3 separate regions of the Mus musculus genome follow, and all the other regions are linked to region 1. A link is a contact called in public Hi-C data. All regions are on one chromosome and are shown on one strand. Each heading gives the region's core, a stretch centred on a gene start, on an enhancer-like site or on the middle of the called end of the contact. The rest is flanking DNA. Distances are from core to core; before and after follow the strand shown. Region 1 overlaps Lpp (LIM domain containing preferred translocation partner in lipoma). Region 2 has its middle 25 kb from the start of Gm32126. Region 3 overlaps Gm31814 (a long non-coding RNA gene).

Region 1 (4,828 bases), core at 609-3,108:
AGATTAGACTGGTTTTCAATGCTTAGCCTTTCTGCCTTTTAAAAAACTATTGTTTGGGCTACATGTATGTCTGCATAACACATGGGTACCTAGTGCACTTATAACCCAGAAGATGGCATCAGAACCCCAGACCTGGAGTTACAGATGGGTTTGAGCTGCCATGCCGGTGCTGGGAATTGAACCTGAGTCCTCTAGAAAAGTAGCTGGTGCTTTAAGCCACTGAGTCATCCATCTCTCCTGACCCAACTTTAGTGTTTTTTGAAGACGTCCCTGTCTTACTCTAGAAATTTCCTGAAGATAAACTTTATCTGCATTTAAATTCCCTTTTAGGATGAAAGCCTTAAAAGAGTGATTTTCTCTCTGCACCTGGAGATGCTGATATATCTCAGGCAGGTATACAGAGTGCTGTGATAGGGAAGACAAGAGGGGATAACTAACTGAAGACAGGTTAGAACTGCTTTGAACTGAATGGTTTTTGTTGTTGTTGTTTTTTCTTTGTCCTTTCCTTTCCTTTCCTTTCCTTTTTTCTTTTCCTTCCTTCTTTCCTTCCTTCCTTCCTTCCTTCCTTCCTTCCTTCCTTCCTTCCTTCCTTCCTTCCTTCCTTCCTTCCTTTGTTTTTTGCTTCTTTACAAGGAAGTTGCAGAGAACTGTGTTTTCTAGGTCCTCTCCTTTCCTCCCATGCATTGTCAGTGACTTGCTGTGCCCTGCTTGGTACTTTCCTGTCTGTCCAGCAGAGCACACATCTGCAGTCTTTCCTTCTCCACTGGGTTGAAGCGCATTGAATTCTACCTTATTTCATACGAGGCCAGTTGTAGCACATCCTCATCATGGGTGACTCATTAATTTAACGACTTTAAAAGAGCTTACTATGTACCTGTTCTATGACCCTGTTCTAGCTGACAGGAGCACTTGTGAACACGGACGTAGAGGAAGTCACCCAGCAAACCAAAGACAACCAGGATGGGGACAGGGGAAAGTGTTTCAGTATGAGTGTAAGCACGTGCAGAGGTCCCGAGACTGAAGGACACTGGGTAGATGAGGGAACATGCTGGCACAGCTGGAGCAAAGGAGTCACACGTGTAATAACCATAGTGACAACAGATGACATCGAGCAGACTTTGAGGATACTCTGAAGCAAAGGGAGATTACTTCAACCATTTAAAGAATCCACAGAGATGTAACAAAAAGATTGACCTAGGCGGGGTTGTAGCTGTATTGGCTCAGGACACATCTAGAGCCGAGAGAGGGTGTTGCGGTTTCCCTCCTCCGGCAACCCTCCTTGATGGGGACTCTCGGTTCAGAGGGCGTGTTCTCTCCTGCACAGTGCACACCTGCACGGATGCTCACCCGTGCAGATGGGCAATTGCATGCCTAATCACCCACTTATTTGTTTTCCACATGCAAATTTGGGGTTTTTTTGCAGATGGATTTAATATATTTGTTGCTTCCCCATTTTATTTAAAACAAAGCAAACGGCCAACCATGTCAGTTGTGGGTAGCAAATAGAAATGTGGATATTATTTTCTTTGGTGTCAGTTTCAATAACATGGCTGAAAGGGATCTCAGGCAAATGAGTCTTTTCTGGGCTCAATTTTACTTTTGTTTTCTGTCACCTTTTTAAAGTTATAATTATTATTTTTTATTCCTTTAAAGAGTTTTAAACAGGGGTATGCTGTTATTTTATTTTCGCAAATGCTTTTCTTGATGTTCAGGCTCTGTATTTTTATTGTGTGGTTTTTGACTTTTTTCATTTTAGTTTGTGAAGTTTGTGAACTTTTGGGCCTGTTATCCTAAAAAGGCATTATAGTGTCTCCACAGGCCATTGGCAGGTGATGTAGAGATGTAGCCTGGAAATAAATAAACCAACACAAATGAGGAGTGTTTACTCCTTCCTGTTGATGCTTTGTTAGTCCTGATCACACAGCAGCATGCAAAGTCTACTTTTGTTTATAGGGGAGGCATGAACTCGAGGGTGTGCTGCGTTTGCTTGTATTCCTTATGGAATTTCAAAGCTCTAGGGTCAGGAACAGCATGTATGTTACTGTATGCTTAGGAACACAGGCTCAGAGAGAAAAAATGGCAGGTTTGAGGAGACAGCGCATGGTTGATTCCGTGGCCTGGGATGATGAAGAACAGTCAACCCTGCAGAGGGTATCATCTCAAGGTGGGGTTTGTGTTAAATGGTGTCTATGTGTCTCATTTTCCCTTATTTTAAAAAAAAATAAAAAAGCAACCCATTTTGTATTGAATTTTAAGAAAAGAAATAAAGAGCAGGAAAGTGGTGGCAGTCATCTGCCACTTGCCATACAAAGGTTGATTAGTGGAGAAGAGTAAGGTGTGTGTGTGTATGTGTGTATGTGTGTGTGTGTGTGTGTGTGTGTGTGTGTGTGTGTTGTAGGAGGAGAGCAGGGGGAGGCAATCTCCCATGCAGGCGATGTCAGGCCATTCAGATTTAGGACCTTCATTTTATTCTGAGTGTCTGAGCCAGAATGAAGTCTACTGCTTTATTTAATTTGACCATTTATTTTGGAAAAAGAGACACTGATTGATGGCCACAGTGGCCGAGCCTCTTGCCTAACACCATGCACTGCTAACAGATTAGTTACCATAATAAGAACAGCAGCATCCTTTTGATAGGAATTTTCATTTGGAAAAAAGTATACTTTAAGCTACCAGATAATAGTTACTCATTAGCCAGTGGGGTGTGCATGTGAGAGAGGAAGCATAAACCTTTGTGGGACTCCCTTCTCCCAGTAGTTTTTGCAGAAGGAGCCTGGCATGGACTCTGACCCTTCTATCAGGCAGGCCTCTCTGGTCTTTTATAATCAGTGAGGAGACAAACACTTAGGACCATGGCCCTTGTTAGCAGCTGTGTTAAAGACAGCGCCATGAAAGAGGCTCAGGGATGAAAGTCGTTTCCATTTAGTAGGCTTTTTATGTGATAAATATGGGATCCTTCATTTTTAAACATAAAATATTAGGATGTTAGATTATGAGGCTTGTCTGCAAATTCCAAAGTGATACTTCTTGTTTTGGAAGTAGTTTTATAGCAAGGTTGCTCACATGAGTGAAAGGACAGCTTTATCTGGAAAGTATAAGAAGGGGTTAACCTTTCATGTACTTTCTGCTAGAACCCCGAAGGTCCTGGGAATTTTGCTGCCTTAAGTAAGCAAATCCTAGGTCTGGAAAGGATTGTGTCCAGAGTGAGGTGGGCCTGCTATGACATATCTGTGCAGGCCACTGCTGCTGTAAACTCCCAAGTACATAATCTACAGAGCTCTAGCTGGCAGTACTGCCTGACAGCATCTAGATACTTCTCCTTGGTGTTGAGGACAGTCCAGACACTGGTGATGGTCTCCTGTGTATGTGAACTCTAGACAGGTTCTGTGTAAGAGCAAAGTTCCATGTCTGAGGGAATCAAGTGTCTTTCATGGCTTGCTCTGCCTCTGTGAAGCTCTCCTTTGTCAGGTGTGGAAGTCAGAACTGACATTTCATGTGTGTTAATTTGTTTATATTTTGAAAAGAATTTATTTTCTGCTTATTTTTAACTTATTTTTAATGTGAGATCATATTGTAACATAGTTGGTTATATGACCTTCTCTCTTTCCCTCTCTCCCTCTCTCCCTTTCTCCCTCCTTCTTCTCTCTCTACTTTATGGAAAGTGATCTTGGGCTTCAGGGTGCTGCTTAGTGTAGAGTTTTTCTAGTATGCATGAGGTCCTGAGCTGGGTTCCAGCAATGAAAGGGAAACGCTCATTGCTCTCCCCCCCCCCCCCAGTCTTATCATCTACAGGGACAGACTATGTGGAAGGATCTTTAGAGAATTATTGACTGTCTTGGAACTGCTAAGCAATTTGGATGTTAGAATCTCAGATTTGGGTTGCTTTTCTAGGAACCATTAATTTTCTGTACAGTTACAAGGATTCACAGCAGGGGATAAGATGTTCTGAAAATAAGAAAAAGAGGTCAGCTGAACTGCTGACTTCAGGCACATGGAAAGAAAGATCTTTATTCCAGTGACCTCTCTGCTCCTTGGAAAACTGTGGACTGCTAGATTTCCTGACATAACACTGAGTCCTCTGGAGTTACAAGGACTGATGACGTTAAATTACAGGGTGGAGGACTGTCCTTATTAGACTAATGTGTGCTTTAGAGACATACTGTCCTTTGGCATTTAGACAGATAGCTTTTTTTCCCTCCCAAGTAGGATGTTTTAGGAACAGCTCCTTCAGATTCCCCAATATAGCGATCATGCAAAGATGGCAGAGAGTATTTGGGACATCTCCCTCAACGTTTGCCTTAACGTGGGTTAAGTTTTAACATGGCCAATGGCTAAGCCATTACATCTGCTCAATCTCAATCTCTCTTCTTCTCACCTCTTCTCTATTTTGTTCCTTTTATATTTAGGATGCTAACCAGACACTTACACACTGAGCAGGAGGGCAGAAGAGCTGAGCTCTGACCCTGACTGACTTTGCCACACCTGCTGTTTCCAAACTCTTCAGAGGCATGATCACTCATTGAGCAAGTATTTAAATGAGCACTCAGACAGCAGCTTCTGGAGACACAAGAGTGTGTAAGACGTGCTTTCCACATTGTCTGCCTGCCGCCTGGAGCAGAGAGCCAAGCCCACAAGCAGGACACAGAATCACTTTTCCTGTGCAGTCTCTGTTTATGCACACAAGGGCCAGAATTGGACTAGATGATCAGCAAGGGCCCTTCTGTTGCTAGCATGCAAGCTCTCACTCAGATTCATGAACCATCCAACGAGTATTTACCAAGCTAAAAATTGGCCAGCATCTCCCCTTTCTCCCATTTATAGACTATAA
Region 2 (4,828 bases), core at 1,033-3,532, 330 kb before region 1:
TTTCTACAAAGTCAGGTAAGGCACATGGTGGCCTTCAGGACACCTAATGTCTCTGACACCAGCTTCCCATCTCTACAACAATGATTAATAGCTAAAGGAGGGGCTTCTTAGAGAAAGAATTAAGGAAGTAGGTAAGTATAAAGTAGTGACCCACCTGACATGGTTACCAGGAACCAAATTCAGGTCCTTGGCAAGAGCAATAAGGACTACCAACAGCTGGGCCAGCCTTCTAGCCACTGTCTCCATTGTTGACTTAAAGAATGTTTAACTAAGTGATCGGTAAATGTTATGCTGCCAATCCCCCTGAGCCCCTCCACTAGCAGCCCCTTCTCTACTCCTTTGATCAAATGTACAAGGTAGTCAAAATGCGCGGGCTGTTCTAAGGGTAGGAGTTGAGTTTTAGGTAAATTCTGGTTTAAATGTATAGGAAAGAATTTCAAACTGGTGAAGTATCCACTTTCGGGGATGAGATATATAAAGCAAGAGCAGGCCTGTGTGGACAGTTCTCCACTCTTGGCAATCTTGTGGCCAAAAGATAATTTTCAGGCTTTTTTTTTTTTCAAATAAACTTGTTGCTCATCAGCATGTCATTTCTGGATTTTTGTTCCATGAGTGAAAACTGCCCTACTTTACTGCTTTCAAATGGGCAGCATTAAAAGTGCAACTGCTTTGTTACTGATGGCATAAGCTTTGTATATTTGAGGCTGTCTATTTTATTAATGTTCAAGTTCAAGGACAATCCAGGTGTCTAAAATCCAATGTTCACCTGCAAAGTATCCTTAGAAAATATTTTCACTTGTTTACCATCAGACCGTTTGCTAATTGTCACAGCATGTGGGTTGGAAGAGTTGAAGCTTGAAGACTCTTTGTGCACAAGCAGGGCTGGAGTGCGTAAGCGCGAGCGTGGGGCTGGAGGAATAGCTCCAGTGATTAAGAGCTTGTGTTGCTCTTACAATGGACCTAAGTTTGGCTCCCATTTCTCACGTTGAGTAACTCACAACCAACTACAACTCCAGATCCAGAAGATCTGAAGCCCTTTGCTTCCAAGGACACCTACGTACACACACACACACACACACACACACACACACACACACACACACACACAAGCACACATACTTGAAAATAAGCACTTTAAAATGAAGGTAACAATGAAAATGATGATAGCATTGGCTCACACTCAAGCAGAATCGCAAAGGTCACATAACTTTCCTTGCTGTCATTTTTACTAAGGCTTTGCCCCGTGAAGTAGGCATAGAAACAGCAGTTCATCTCCAAATGACAGATGAGAAAATAAAGAGCCCAGGAGTTTCAAAAACTCAACCAAAGCCATAACATCTCATTTCCTCAGCCTGAATACACTACAAAGAACTCTAGCAACTGGAGGTGCTAAACAAAAGAATCCATTCAGTTAATAATCCCAGCAATGTGGGAGCCCCATAGAGCCAGCAAGATCAGCTCCATACTAGCCTGCCAAAGGACTGAGCAAGTGGAGAGTAGAGTGCCTAGCCCCTTCAGTCTGTTTAGTTGGATGTGGGTCAGGAAGAAGGAAACCAGAGCCAGGGGGTTTGAAACTGAGGGCCGTAAGAAGGGGCTGCTGTGTGAGTTTCTGATTACTGCTACGAGGAAGTACCCAATGTGTGTGGTTTAAAAAGAACACAAATTATGTTCTTAAGGTTCTGGAAGCTGCTGAAGTCTTAGTCATATTGTCTGGGCTTAAGTCAAATCATTACCAGGAAGGACAGGAAGGACTTCTTCCAGAGGCTAGATGTGGGATTCTTTTCCTTGTCTCTTCAGCTTCTCTTTGTTTTGAACCTCTTTCTCAGTCTTTAAAGTCCATCACTCAAAGCTCTCTGCATTGTCATCAACCCCGACTCTTCCTTCGCCCCACCGTATAAACATCCAGGTGCTTATGTGGTCCCTTCAAGATGATCTAGGATGAGTTTCCACCTCTCAACTCTCGATTTAATCTTATCTGAACAGGGAGATAGCAGGCATTCACAGCCCTGGAGGTTAGGTCCTGAGCAACTCCGAGGCCATCATTTAGCCTATCACAGGTGACAAGGTGACAGGTGGATGGTGGCAGTTGTTTTGTACAGGCAAGTGCACTGCTGGTTGTGTGTTGCCTGTTGAAAGTCACTCTCCTCTGCCACCTGACATGCAAGACCAAAATAGAAGCCCTGTGTTCTGATTCAAAATTAAATGCTCTTTCAGGCACAGCACACATTGCCTCTCAGCACTGGCATTCACTCTTGCAGACAGCCCATTCTTGTATAGATAGTAATTAATATTTGCATAATGCTTTAGAGTTTACAGTGTCCCTTTTTATTTACATGAAATCATCAAACCCCTACAATAACCTTCTGAGATGGTTATTATTAACACAGTTTTACATATGAAGACACTAAAGCTCCGAGGAGTGAAATGGTTTGTCCGAGGTCACCCAGCTGGTAAGGGCGAGACCACAATGCAAAACTCGGAACTCACACTATGCTCAGTTCTAACTAATGAATCTGTACTTGGCTCACTTCACTAGATGTGTTAGTTACCTTTTGGCAAATACTCAAATGTTGACTTGGATCTCAGACATGTTTTGGGAGAAAATGAATTTATAAGTTTCTTAGTACTTTGTAGTATACAGAATGACTTGTGACACCTAACCATCATCTCTATGATCATCATCATCTCACCATTATCACTACCACCACCACCACCATCTGTTCTGGAGACCAAGAAAATTCAATAGGTGAAAACTCTACTTCTTTTTATAATATTGTGCCTGCTGTGTTGTAGTTCTTAGGAACAATGATGTTATAACATATCTCGGGGATCTATGGTTTATTGGTCACTGTTGACATAGCCAAACTCCTGTGCCCTCGCAGATAAACAAGGTGGCTCACTGTTTGGTGAAGCAGGAGTCCTTAGTCACATAACTTCATAGTGATGCTTGCTACCATTTTATTCCCTTGTAGAAACCTACCACTTGCTAGGTATATCAAGTCCAACTACTTGGATGAAGAGGGAGGAATTAAGGTGGACAAAATGAAGGACAGTGGGGACAGTAGGCTGGGGTCAAGTCGTGTGTGCCCTTTTTCAGGTGGAACTCCACTTCACCACCCCTCCTCCTCTTCAGCGCACCCCTTCCACCTTTTTTTTTTTTTTTTTTTTTTTTTAGAATAGCCACCAACATCTGTAATTTGCAACCTCAAAACAAAACTAGAGGTTCACTGGGAGGACTAGCCAAGCTGGCCTCCACATGTGGCGGAGCAGTCAGCCGGCCCCCACTTCATTTGAGTGAGACCGCCAAAAGCCTTCACGTGGCGCCTTGGCCACAGAAGTATAATTAGCAAGTGCTCCCTGCCCCTCACAATGGCCACCTTCACTGGGCCAGGCAAAGGTGACAGATGGCAGGCAGGTGCATTCAAATGGCCTTGGTTTGACCAAGGGAAATGAAGTACTAAAACCTAACTCAGTCCCACAATGAGTCAGAATGGGGGTGGGGAAGGCTCTCAAAGTCCTCTGGCCCCTGTTCTTAGGAGAGCCTGTTGCTTCTGGTTGTTGCCTTAGGACTCATGGTTCTAGAGCTCTATTCCTATGAGACAGCCACTAAATTGTTTTTGGCCCTTACTAACAATTCTTCTTGCTTTCAAACTCAGCTGTTTAAGTGTACAGGTTCCGGCCATCTAAAACTGTCCCTAGCCTCGATAACCCTTGCTTCTGCATATTCAGACCCCACCAGTACTTCATGTTCCAATTAAGCTCTTCTTAGAAGCCTTTCCCTAGCCCAGTGAGGTGGCACATGCTGGCAGTTCTTATCTTTGGAAGACCAAGGTGAGAGGATGGCTGTTAGCTAAGGACCAGGCTGGTCTATGGAGTGAGACCTTACCTAAAGCACAGCAACAAAAAGAAGCCCCTAGCTAAACTGAGCAATTCCTAGCTCCCTAGGCACCCTCTTACCCTTTCCCTCTCGGTTCTAATGTATAGCAATTTGAAAATGAAAATAGTTTCTCACCTAAATGTTGAGTGCCCTGCTAAGCACTTTCACACTTGTTGGTTTAATTTGCTGTGTCACTCCCTGACATTAGACCAAAAAAAAAAAAAAAAAAAAAAAAAAAAAAGCCCGGAAGACAGAGACAGTGATTCATTGCTCTGTCCCCTGCCAAAGCAGAAGTGTGTTCTCCATAAATTGTCCCTGGGTTAACAATTTCAGAAAACTATTTGAAAAAAAAAATCTTAGACTGGTAAAGAATTTAAAGTTAGCCAGGACTGGTCGTAGCCAGGAGTGGTCTCCCTTGGCTTCTACTCTGCTTCACTGGGCTCAGGATACCCTGCACATACTCCATACACCAGTGCAGCCCTTTCTGTGACTCCTCTATGGTCTCTGGGGACCTCCTCGTTGCCAAATCAAACTACCTTTTTGCAGTCTTCCTCATTCTCAGATCCGCAGTAGTATTTTCATTTTAAAAGAAAATTAACTGCTTCATCAATTCTTTTCAGTGATCTGGGGACCAAATCCAGGGACTTATTCTTGCTATGCAAGCACCCAACCACCTCAAACTCATAGCACTTTAAAAAAATCTCTCCTGGACCCCCACTGCCCATCTCCTGATGTGAGCACATCCCTATGAGATTCTTCAAAAATCCACTTTGAGTTTCTGTCTGTATCTCCTTCCTAAATACGCTTCGAAGCCTGGTGTGTCCCAAATCTCTGCCTCTGGCTCCTAGTTCCCTCCCATACAGTACCACCGCCTTCCCAAACACCAACTACAGCTCCAGGACAGTGCTTCCTGCTGGCATCTTAAAGCCTGCTCAAAGGGCAGTTCTCTTT
Region 3 (4,828 bases), core at 1,597-4,096, 260 kb before region 1:
TCTGTGCTTCCTCTCCTGAGTTCTGATTTTCCTTCGGGGATAGCTGAGGCACCCAGAGAAAAACAAACCCTTAAAGTGACTCTTTCCCTGCAAAGGTTGAAGTGTTTCAAAGTCCCTGCTGATTCCTACCTTCTGGTGGCGAGTCCCAGGCATCAGGACCCCTGTTGAAGATGCTTCAGGATGTGACCACTGAGCCTGACAACTCTTTTAGGTATTCTCACGAATATGGCAGGCCTACAAATGGTAAAAAAAGAAAACACCCAGACAAACTGTGCCAGGATGCACTGTGACAAGGGAAACCATCCACATACCACAGTAGCCACTGAGCAGCCCAAACAACCCTCAATGACTAAGGTTTTTTTCCACTTACACTTGGTTTGTTTGCTTTCACTACACACTTGTATTAGCAAACAAGAGTCCTGAGCAGGGAAAGCAGCTCCTTCTCTGGTTCCCCTGCAAGGACACGGTCCTCCGTTCACTGCGGAGCTTTAGAATCAGGAAACATTTATTCACATAGGCTTTCCAAAGCACAGCTCCAAGCAACTTTCACCCCGGAGTTGCTATGATCCAGAGAGTCAAATGGGTGCAGTGGCCAGCTGACAGCCTGCAAGGGAATGTGACTGGGCAGTGAACCAAACTAAAAACCAAGTCAGATACAGGGGATGCATTAACAACTTGGGTGGCTGACAAAGGACAAGTACCCGGCATATAGGAGGAAAACTATTTACGGAGCCATAGGGATGAAAGATAATAGGAAGGGACCACACTAAACATCAGTGTGCAAAACTCGGAAAGTAAGTGGTGCCTAAGCACATACTAACAGCCGAGGGAAACACCAATGTGAAAAGCCAGAGATCTCATTTCACAGAAGTCACCTTGGCCAAAATGTTTTAAGTCTGACAGTGGGAGAATCCAGTAATATTAGACAACAGTAAAGCGGTAAGATACATGCTGATATAAGTATAATATAACCATTGTGGGGAGATGTCAGCAATGCCCACAAAGGTGAAGCTAGTCACACCTTCTATCTCAGAAGCTCAACTCACCCACGTACAAGGGAGGAAATCCCTGCATCAATAAACAAAGAGCCTTTATAAGGACATTTCCTGCATCACTGCTTCTAAGAGGGAAATGACATCTCGAAGCTCACCAGTACAGAATTCCTTAAGTAATTGTGACGTATTTGCCCAAAGAGATGTTATGGGGTTAGAAGTTAAAGTGAATGAACTCAGGCTAAGTCAGGTATCAATATTGCCATGCCTAAAGAAACAAGGTTAAAAGGGGGGAAAAAGTTATTTTCAGAATAAGTCAGTATTATATCATTCCTGAAATGTTTGAAACATAAAACAATGCTCTACATTGTCCTGGGTACTTATGGAGGAAATGAACCAAACGTGGACAGGACATGACCACATAAACACATCAACTTTGGGATGATAATTGCACTGGAGGTGAGGGGGAAGAGAGAAAGAGAGAGAGAGAGAGCGAGTGAGCAAGCAAGCGCTAGGAAGAGATGACCTACAATGCACTCTGCTAGTGTTTGTTTCCTTAAAGAACTGAAGGGGCTATGAAGAAATGCTGGCATGGAAAAGTCCAGATGGCAGGAATATAAGCAGGGTCAAGCTAGCCTTCATTTCCTACCTGTTCTGGGCACTGCATCATGAATGCCACACCACATGGAGGCTGTGACTACCCCTTCTTCAAACATGGAGTTCAAGTCAATGCGTCAAGCTGTCTGACTTTTCCTGCTTTTGTTACAGCCCTTGGGGATGAAGAGACAAGAGGGAAATACTGATATAGGAGACATAGTATAAACCCTGAATTATCAAGTCCCAAGGCTTAACTAAGTCCAGGGCCTGTCACGCAAATTTCCTGTCACCTTGGGCATAATATGATACCTCTGGGCATCTATTTTCCTTATCTGTAAAATGGGGACAACAATAAGAGGTCTCTGAACAGTTGTGATAAGCAAATGACTATGTAAAATTCTTTGCGAATGTAACCTGCTATGCAGATGGTCACTACTATTAATGACCTGGATTTTACTGCAAAGGAAACCTGGGGTCAGATTTACATTTCTGGCTGACAGTGACTCATACAACTTCCCTCCTGGAGCACCTGGCTGAGAAAACAGGCCTAGGCATCACCCTGTGGTTAACTGCTTGAAAAGTTCATTGGTTCTCTTTTGGGCAGGTGAGTCTGAGAGCAGGGAGCGAGCACAGCTGCAAGCTCCTCTGGAGAGGCTATTAGAGAAGGGCTGACTTTCACTTCACATGGGAGCTCAGGTGAGCAGATTCCCTTGTCCCAGGATCCACACCCACCCTCCCCTCAGGATGGAGGAGAATATAGGCAGCAGACAAAAGCTCTTTCTTGAGTTTGCAGAGCATGGAGCTGAAACCAGGAAAGGCAAAAATGATGACCCTCCTCCAACAGCATGAAATGGGGGTTTATCCAGGGGTCCTTAATCAATCCAGAGCAACCAGGACAAGCCCTTACTGCTAAGCGCTTTGGTTTCTTCGTATGCAAGGGTTTCTGGGATTAAACCTGACCTCCGAGGTTCAAACCACTGTTATCTGAAGAGCACTCAATTGTGTTAACTATAAAATGCAATAGAGTTTTCCCTCAAATTGCACTTCCTGATCCAGGTATTGGTTTTGCGGGTGGGCTCTCTGGAATTGCTTCCTTAATTCCTCTTGAATGGCACATTTATACCTAAAAGGTAGTTAATGGTATCTTCCCACCAGTCTCTACCTCTGCCCTTACCTAGTAAATACTCCTCCCTGCCTACAGACCTGCTCTGGGACATGGCCCCCAAAGACCTTTTAGGGCAGCAAAGCATTCAGGAAACAGATGTGGCATTTGAATATAGAGCCTCAAGCTACTCCCAGGGGACGGTCTGAAAGGCAATACTACTGTCGATAACATTTCCCCAGAGACTATAGAAAGCTACACAGTCAGACATACAAAGGTAAGTCTGACAGGCACCCTGATTTGAAGGGAGTGAGGGACCAAACTCTTGCCATGCTACCTAAAGGCCTGGACCCTGAGGCTGTTACATTCCTTCCTTGGGGTCACTAACTTGTTCCATTAACAACACCCAGACTATGAGAAAAGTCTAATGTCTCCATGCCCAAGAAGGGGTGGCCGTGATGCCTGCTAGCGTCAAGATCTAGAGAGTGCCCTCATGCCTGCTAGCTCTTTGATCCTTGTGCAGAACTTGAATGATAGCAAGGAAAGGATTCACCTCTCATGTTGCAAAGATATTCCTCTGCCATCAGGAAGGTTGGAGAACTTAGGTTAGCTCTCCTGATGTTTATTCCAGTTCTTTTCCTCACCTGCAACTGAAGTGTCATCTTAGGATAATAGTTTATCAGTGATCAAGTTAGGGGGCCATTATTTAACTCTCTGCCAAACATATAGGAGCTAATCAGCTCGCCCCTTGCCTTCAGGAAACAGTTTAGGACAAGAGAACATTTGTGAAGCTAGAGCAACATTTACATTGCAGTGCACATTGTCTAGTTTCCAGCATCAAAGTCTTCGTGTGTGACCCTCCCGGACCCTCACTGCACTCTCTTCCCATCTGGGTTCTTCAGCTCATGAGAAGAAGAGGAGGACAGTGCAAAGCAAGCAAAGGCTCAGAGGAACCTCTCTTGCTGTACCTGTTATCATGTGTGTCCAGCATCAGAACAGCGCCTTAAAGTAGTGGTTCTCAACCTGTGGGTCTTGAGTCCTGGGTTATATCAGATATCTGCATATCATATATTCCATTTTACGACTCATCACAGTAGCAAAATTATAGTTATGAAGTAGCAACAAAAAGAACTTTATGATTGTGGGTTGTCACCACAGCATGAGGAATTGTATTAAAGGGTCGCAGTGTTAGGAAGATCGAGAGCCGCTGCCTTAAAGGGACATTTTAAGGCTGGCGGTGAGAACAGAAACACTTCTGATCGAGATACTTCAAGGGGTTCCTATTATGGAGAGGGCCCCAGAAGGTCAGTAGAAGTATTACCTGGGAGTTTATTGTGAGTGCAGAATGTCAGGCCCATCCAGACTGCCCTAGATCAGAACTATATTTTAAGGAGGACCACAGGCATGTGCTAGAACATTTTTGACTAACCCCTGAAAGTAATCTTCACCAGCTCCATGTCTTCCTACTCCTGTACCAGCCTGTGATCCTGTAATCTCTTCTCTTCCTTTTTGCTTTCTGGGCCAAGTCTTTTTATCCAGTGAAGTCTGGCTTTAAAAAAAAAAATCTCACCTCCACCAAGAATCAAACCAGGCTTTGCCAGTTAGAGGTCTCTTCTTCCTCTAACTCCCTATGCCATGGCCATGAACTTTCTGCCTCAGATTGTATTTTGTTTTTTGTTTTTTTATTTTCATGATCCTAATTTATCTCTCTCTAAATTACCAGCCTTTCAGGTCTGTGCCTGCTTTCTTTCTGCATTACTCTCAGCACTTTGCAATGCTTCAATCACAAACTAATTCTGCAGCACTTCTGCCCATGATGTTTGAATCTGTTCTTACGTTAGGTATTGTCAGAGATTCATGCATTCCGATTAGTATTTTTGTTACTTTCAGACACATAACCATACATGACTATGGTTTAGACTTGGAAATACTTGCCTAAAATATTTATCCACATATCTGCAGATACCCCTTGCTCCAAACACACACACACACACACACACACACAGATTTTATTTGTTTTACATAGCTAGAATCACAGTTAGGAAGATTTTAGTGAGAATGCATGGGGAATGATTGCTACCTACTAACACTTCATAATCTTACCAAGATAGGAAAAGGAACGGGACCTTATAATAGA

Evidence for each region. A called contact is a pair of places that touch in the nucleus more often than the background predicts.
Region 2: a contact with region 1 is called in a Hi-C map of centrocytes, with 2.7 times the contacts expected there. The contact joins two enhancer-like sites. A contact is called at or near these places in 1 of 15 datasets of contacts at CTCF or cohesin (the NIH/3T3 cell line), 3 of 484 Hi-C or Micro-C datasets (centroblasts, centrocytes and cerebellar granule neurons) and 1 of 115 datasets of contacts at active chromatin or transcription factors (bone marrow-derived macrophages).
Region 3: a contact with region 1 is called in a Hi-C map of centroblasts, with 2.6 times the contacts expected there. The contact joins two enhancer-like sites. A contact is called at or near these places in 5 of 484 Hi-C or Micro-C datasets (centroblasts, centrocytes, cerebellum and 2 more) and 1 of 115 datasets of contacts at active chromatin or transcription factors (pancreatic cancer cells).

Annotation. Positions count from the first base shown.
Region 1 is chr16:24,466,758-24,471,585 of GRCm38.p6, forward strand. All of the region lies in intron 3 of Lpp (LIM domain containing preferred translocation partner in lipoma), which reads left to right. Among named protein-coding and RNA genes, the nearest start is that of Gm24440, 63 kb to the left of the region's middle. Within about 2 kb of position 1,859, at least 20 of the 459 cell types and tissues checked have an H3K27ac peak or open chromatin away from gene starts, as enhancers often do. A contact at or near this core is called in centroblasts, centrocytes and germinal center B cells, where this site is marked.
Region 2 is chr16:24,132,594-24,137,421 of GRCm38.p6, forward strand. No RefSeq gene overlaps it. Among named protein-coding and RNA genes, the nearest start is that of Gm32126, 25 kb to the right of the region's middle. Within about 2 kb of position 2,283, at least 9 of the 459 cell types and tissues checked have an H3K27ac peak or open chromatin away from gene starts, as enhancers often do. A contact at or near this core is called in centroblasts and centrocytes, where this site is marked.
Region 3 is chr16:24,206,190-24,211,017 of GRCm38.p6, forward strand. The region is part of intron 1 of Gm31814 (a long non-coding RNA gene); the gene reads right to left. Among named protein-coding and RNA genes, the nearest start is that of Gm32126, 49 kb to the left of the region's middle. Within about 2 kb of position 2,847, at least 14 of the 459 cell types and tissues checked have an H3K27ac peak or open chromatin away from gene starts, as enhancers often do. A contact at or near this core is called in centroblasts, centrocytes and germinal center B cells, where this site is marked.